Regions from separate parts of the Sus scrofa genome. Here region 1 is linked to region 2. A link is a contact called in public promoter capture Hi-C data. All regions are on one chromosome and are shown on one strand. Each heading gives the region's core, a stretch centred on a gene start, on an enhancer-like site or on the middle of the called end of the contact. The rest is flanking DNA. Distances are from core to core; before and after follow the strand shown.

Region 1 (3,424 bases), core at 285-2,784, 330 kb before region 2:
CTCATGGTTACTAGAGGGATTCCTTTCTGCTGTGCCACAATGGGAACTCCCTCAAGGCAGTTTTAACTCCAAATTTACTTTTCCCTGCTACCTACCCACTGTGAAGAGATCTCTTCGACTAAACGGTGCATAGTGGATGTCCCAGGAGTGCAAAGTAACTTCAATTAGCCAAAAGCCGAACATAAAAATAGTAAATCTGTTCAAATGACTTACCACACCTTCACCAGGCCACCTCTATCTCTTCTACCCCTAAAAATGAACACAGTTCATCTGTTTCTCCTCTCCTCCCTCACAGCCATCTTTCCCAAGGTTCCTAGTAGCACTGTGGGTATAAAGCACCCTCAACCATTTCTCTATGCTCTGAAACTTCCCACAATATCTGTGGGCTGTTTAAGGCAAGACATGTGGCCCCTCTGGCCTCCCTTTGAGCTTCAGATCCCAAGCCCTTTCAGTAATCTGTGCCCAGCTCAATTGGACTAATCCTCATTCTTTGATTCCGTCCACCCTGCTAGTTCCAGAAATTTTCTTTGACCCTTCTAGTTATTCCTCCTTTAACATGCACTATCATTTCTATGCTTTCAAGATCACGCTCAAATGCTACTCAAGTCAAAGGCGCCCTTTCACAGTTCAGGGTCTAATCTTTGGTTCTACCTGTTAGTGGCATTTACCCCACACTGCTTGGCTCTGGGGTCATTTGTGGAAGAGTTATTCTCCTCCTATAGATCAAATAAGGGCAGGTACTGGGCCTTGTATATCTTATTTTCTCTGCTAGATTCACATAGGCTAGCTGTCTGGCCTCCACCTTGCTCTGGGTTTACTTCCTCCTCCAGGAAGAGGGCTGTGATTTTTGTTTGCAGGGTTGAGTGGGAAACATATGGTGTTCAAACACTATCTTGTTGCAACAACAAACAGAGCAGCAACCCGGCATCTGATGTGGAGAACAGACTTTTACCTCTCCTTCCCCCATTGCTATTGCCCCTCTGCGGCTGCTTGACTCCCCGACAAAGCAAGTAGCTACCTCAGGGGCCTGTGTAACTGCCTGGGCTAGGTTATACTGGCGTCCAGCTTGCTAACGACTAGGCCACACCGTCGAGACTCGGTCCCAAGGCGCTGGTGCACCTAACACCCTCTAAAATCCCTGTAGTGCCTCTGGGAATGGAGATCCATTCCAAGTTTGGGCAGCTAAGGACTAACGTAAGGTCTCTGCTGAAAGCCGAAAGGCTGGAGTGAAAAGAAGACCTAGTTCTAGGCCTCCTTGCACCCGAGCTGCCTTTATTAAGACCAGGATAACCCTGCAAATCCAGAAGAGGTGCCCAGGGTGTCATGGGGTCTGCGGACCGACTCCTAAAGATCGCCGAGCTGAAAGGAGAAGTGGTGCAGGACCGCCGCCCCGTGGCTTGGCCTTCAGGGCGGAAGAAGCGGCAGCTCCTACCCACCCCCGCCCCGCGCCCACTTCCTCTTCCGGCCGCTCCCCCAACCCCCGCCCACTCCGCCGCGCACGGGTGGGACAGGGTTGGCGCGTTGGAAGGGTGGGGGAAAGGCAGAAGAGGGCAAGCGTACAAGCCGCGGCGCGAGAAGGTCCTTGGGTGCGCGCACGTGCGTGCGTGCGTGCGTGAGTGCGTGTTCGCGACCCACGGCACGCTGTGCGCGAGGCGGATGTCCGGGCCGGCTGGACCGGGGCCGCTGACGAGATGGCGGAAGGCGGAGGCTGCCGTGAACGACCGGATGCAGAGACCCAGAAATCCGAGCTCGGGGCCTTAATGAGGACCACGCTGCAACGAGGGGCGCAGTGGTGAGCGCCGAACCCGCGTTTCCGCCGCGCAGGGCCAGAGGGCGGGGCTTGGGCGCTCAGGCCCATCCCCTCTTTTCCTGTTTGGGCCGGGACCCTCTTTTCCGGCCGGGCAGGGGCGATGTTAGTGACCCCGGAGTTTGACTTGACCCCCCGCCACAGAAGAGAGGGAGCCCTAGATCCTCTCTGGGAAAGCGTGGGTGGAGCAGAAGGTTGTCCCGGCCCTTTCAGAGCTCAGGGGGCGGATCCGGCGGGGTCTAGGGCTGCAGAATGGAAAGAAGGGGAATGCTCACAGGGACCCTCAGGTTGAGCAGACCCTTTAGATTTGAGGATTCGCTCTGTGACTTTGGGCAAAGGCGTCCACATCTCACAGACCCTGGTTCCTTACTGTTAAAACCAGAGTAGCGACATTTGGCGCCCCCCGCAGTCAGTTGGTTGAGGCGTAGATCAGAAGTAGATACTTTGTAACTTGTAAACTGCGGAACAGACATCAAGGTCGGAAGCTGAACAAATGTCTGAGAGTCTCATTATTTTGGTAGCAAATGTCAAAGATAATTGTAGCAGCCGCATTTCGGAGTGAGAGAGAGGGGTAACCTAGAGCCTAGCTAAAAAGATTAAAAGTCCAAGATTTAGAAGAGCAGGTCTCAGTCAGAAGTTTCTTAATAAATTTTCTAGGAGAAGGAATAGTACTTACACTATTGTATTGTGTGGGAGCTGAAAGCTGGGGCTTGGCTTTGCACTGAATGTGACTGAGCATCCCTCTTTAAGAAACTATGGTTGTCTTCCAAGAAACTTAGTGTGACAGAGGACTTGAGCAGGGAAGAGAAACAGTGGGATTAGGAGGAATTCAGGTGTGTCTTGTGCTAGCCAATCTGTGAAAGGCAGGGCGGGCAAAAAGTACTTGTGGATGATATATCCTGATCAGAAGTGGCATATGAAGAATACTCAACAGAAGCAGAGGAAGTTTCAGATAGACTAAAATCAGTAAAAGTGTTTGGAGGATGTTCAAGAGGTTTGGAGAGAAAAGAGCGTTTAGATATTTGAATATATTTATGGATCCTTGTGGCCTTTAGGAGAAGCTACCTGATCTCCTCTGAGGTTTGTTGGTTATAAAATTTGAAGGACTTCCCAATATAATTGTTGTACTTTGTTCCCCAACAGAGGTTTCCCCCTCCTTTTGTCTTAATTGTAGAACAGCATAGTGATACTTTTAAAGTAAAACCAGATCATATTCCCTTTGTGGCTCAGCAGTTAATGAACCTGACTTGGATCCATGCGGATGTGGGTTTGATCCCTGGCCTTGCTCAGTGGATTAAGGATCTGGTGTTGCCGTGAGATGTGGTGTAGGTTGCAGATGTGGCTTGGATCCTGAATTGCTGTGGCTGTGGTGTAGGCTGGCTGGCAGCTGTAACTCCAATTCGACCTCTAGCCTGGGAATTTCTGTATGCCTAAGGTACGGCCCTAAAAAGAAAAAAAAAAAATTAAAATATAGCCAGATCAACGTAATGGTTATCGAGAAGATAAACATACCAAGACAATATTGTATGATGCATATGTGTGTTTGTATACCTGTATATGTGTACACATTTGTACACAAATACAGACACACATTTTTTGCTACTTTGGTCCTCAAAG
Region 2 (3,048 bases), core at 487-2,986:
ACATGTTTAGGGCTATGTGACTTTTCTTTTTTTTCTTTTCACAGCCCCACCTGTGGCATACAGAAGTTCCCAGGCTAAAGGCAGAATCAGAGCTGCAGGTGCAGGCCTACACCACAGTCATGGCAACACCAGATCCAAGCCACATCTGCAACCTACACTGCAGCTTGTGGCAACGCCGGATCCTCAACCCACTAAGAGAGGCCAGATATCAAGCCCTCATCCTCACCAGCACTGTTGGGTTCCTAACCCACTGAGCCACAATGTGAACTCCATTCCTAAAATTTGACTTTTATCTGCATTTTTACATAAGATACTGCTTACTGGGCAAATAAGCATAAACAGTATTATAAATATTGCTCCCATCTGCAAAACAGCACTACCAATAATAGCTTTCATTTAATGACACCAATTTCAGGTCAGATTCATTCTCATTAAATGTTTATAACTCTACAAAGTAGCTATCATCCCCTTCTTATAAATGAGGAAAAGAGTTCAAAAAGATTAAATAACTTGCCCAGGTCCACACTGCTGCCAACCAGTAGAGTCCAGTGTTACACTTTCACCAGATCCGTGGCCTATGAGGACTCCTAACTCCCCATCACTCTCCTGGAGAGCCTAATACTATTCACAAAGCCACCTCCAGAATTACAATAAAAGAGCAAGGTTTTCACTTTCTCCGGATTTCTCTCCAGGATTTGGGCTTTAAGGGTTGCCCACAGGTTTCTCATCAACTTAATACTCAAGAAGGAGGGGAAAACATCAGGCTCCCTTCCAAAAAGAAGAACACCATTTCATACTTACTGAGTGTTCTAAGTCTAGACTTAAATAAAATCTTAATTTTTGTTACCTTTTCAAAGTTAAATAAACTTTATTCTACTTGAAAGAATACTGACACTGCTTAAGGAGACCAGTACGTTATTGCCTTATTACAGAACAGATGATAACGGTTTGATTTCCTCTGGATGTTAAATACTATCCCTACATCCCAAACAGAAAAGGAATAACTGAAACTACTTCCCACTCCACCCCCAAAGTCACGTGTTCAGAAGACCTGACATCCACTCCGTGCTAAAGAATTGAAACGGAAGACTTCTCAGTTTAAAGTTGACATGAGCAAAACAAAAACATTTTGGTGGATCTAACGATGTTTAACTACAGATATAATATTTAGCGCTAAATAGTCATTTACTAAATCTACATCTCCGAAGAAAACCTAGTAAAAAAATATGAATCAGCAACTTAGTTTCAAAACCCTACATTAAATCCGCAAGGTAATACGGTAGTCACTAACAACACACGGTTATTTAACTTAAAAATTAAACAAAATTTAACATTTGGCTGTTCAGTCGCACTATCCATAAATCAAATGCTCAAGGGCTACGGGTGGCTAGTGGTCAAGGGTTACTCAAAGGTACAGAATATACGCATTGTGAGAGAAAGTTCTATGGGACAGGGTAACAATCAGTACTGAGGTGAAGTCATCCGAGAACACAGTAGCCTCTCCCGCGGCTAGCACAGCAGGGTCCCCCGAGGCGGCGGCGCAGTTCCTGGGCTGCATATCGTGTCCGAAGGGCCGGGATATCCGCGAGGACACGGAGCCCACGCGCTGGGGAGCCTTCACTGGCGGGCGTTAACTAGCCGCGCGGGAGGCATTGCGAGAGTTCCCAGTGATGACTCGAATGGGAAACTCCGGAGGCAGTGAGTCTCCCTGGTGTGGCCGGCGGAGAGGGCCCAGATGCGCCGGCGCCAGTCGGTGAGAGGCGCCGGCCTCCGACCTTTACGCGAGCAGAGCAAGCGGCTAGAAGAGGAAAAACGGAGAAGCGCCAGGCGCTAGTCCGCTCAGACTACGGTTTTTAGCCGCCCCTCGGCGGGTAGCAGAGGGCGCTGAGACAGTGAAAAGGCTGCGGGGGGCGCCGGGACCTCGCGGGCAGCGACGAAGGCGGAGCCCCGGCCTGGCTAGGGAGGCGCGAGGAGAGCCCACCCCCCCTCCCCCGGCCCGCTCGGGTAAACAAGGCCGCGACTCGCAATGCGCACTCACCGGGAGCCGCGGCCCCGGGGCCGCTGAGCCCGGGCGGACCAAACTGGGTCGGGCCAGGCCTGAGGAACCGGACACAGGCGCGGCGGCGGCGGAGGCGGCGAGCCAACGCCGGTCAAGGCCCGCGCTGCTTCCTCTGGCGGAGCCTTCTTCGCAGCTCCGGAAGTGTTCGGAGCAGTTGCGTCACTTCCGGCCTGAGGTCGCCCCACGGTCGCCCGGGTCGTGACTGGCGCTGGGTGATAACGCTTCTGCGCGGTTGCTTCTCTGCAGCTTAGCGCTCCGACCCAGAGTGTGCCCAGCGCACTGCCGGCGCCGACTGCTGCGAGGGGCAGCAGAGGAAAGGGTTTGGCTTATTGGAGAGGGGTCACTCACTGCATCTCTTCCTGCTTTCTCCTACCAGCGCCGCCCGCCGGGATACCCTAAACCTGAGTTTTTCTTCTTTCTTTCTTTTTTTTTTTTTGGTCTTTTTGCCTTTTCTTGAGTCTCTCCCGCGGCATATGGAGGTTCCCAGGCTAGGGGTCGAATCGGAGCTGTAGCCACCGGCCTACGCCAGAGCCACATCAACATGGGATCCGAGCCACGTCTGCGACCCACACCAGAGCTCACAGCAACGCCGGATCCTTAACCCACGGAGCAAGGCCAGGGATCGAACCCGCAATCTCATGGTTCCTAGTCAGATTCTTTAACCACTGTGCCACGACGGGAACTCCTAAACCCGAGTTTTTCTGATGGACTCCTCACTTCACCGTTTGTTAGCCGTGTCCGGCACGGAGAAGACACCCTGACGTTCGTGGAATGGATAAAGGACTTCTATTTCCCATCCGCTCTCTGATCAAAGATCAAAGGAGAGCTGGGTCTTCGGGTCAGCGCACCGGGTCGGGATTTTCTGCCTACATTCAGATGCCGTCCCCTGGTGGCCGCGGATCTGCAGGACCACACCAAGCTTCCTTTTCCCTTTCCGCAGCCTACTTCTCCCATTCACCCAAGGCTGAATCTTAACTTTCTTGCTGCAC

What was found. Promoter capture Hi-C pulls out the DNA fragments that hold promoters and counts their contacts.
Region 1: a contact with region 2 is called in a promoter capture Hi-C map of liver, with 2.9 times the contacts expected there. The contact joins the promoter of USP4 here to the promoter of ARIH2OS in region 2. A contact is called at or near these places in 1 of 5 promoter capture datasets (liver), 1 of 47 Hi-C or Micro-C datasets (heart right ventricle) and 1 of 2 datasets of contacts at active chromatin or transcription factors (alveolar macrophages).

Annotation. Positions count from the first base shown.
Region 1 is chr13:31,902,487-31,905,910 of Sscrofa11.1, reverse strand. It overlaps USP4 (ubiquitin specific peptidase 4), which reads left to right and starts at 1,534. Exons shown (of 22, transcript NM_001243188.1): 1 at 1,534-1,792. The coding sequence starts at 1,692.
Region 2 is chr13:31,569,236-31,572,283 of Sscrofa11.1, reverse strand. ARIH2OS reads left to right here and starts at 1,736. Exons shown (of 3, transcript XM_013981653.2): 1 at 1,736-1,820; 2 at 1,901-2,154; 3 at 2,156-2,519. The coding sequence starts at 1,736. The coding sequence ends at 2,458. It overlaps ARIH2 (E3 ubiquitin-protein ligase ARIH2), which reads right to left and starts at 2,258. Exons shown (of 16, transcript XM_003132197.6): 1 at 2,039-2,258.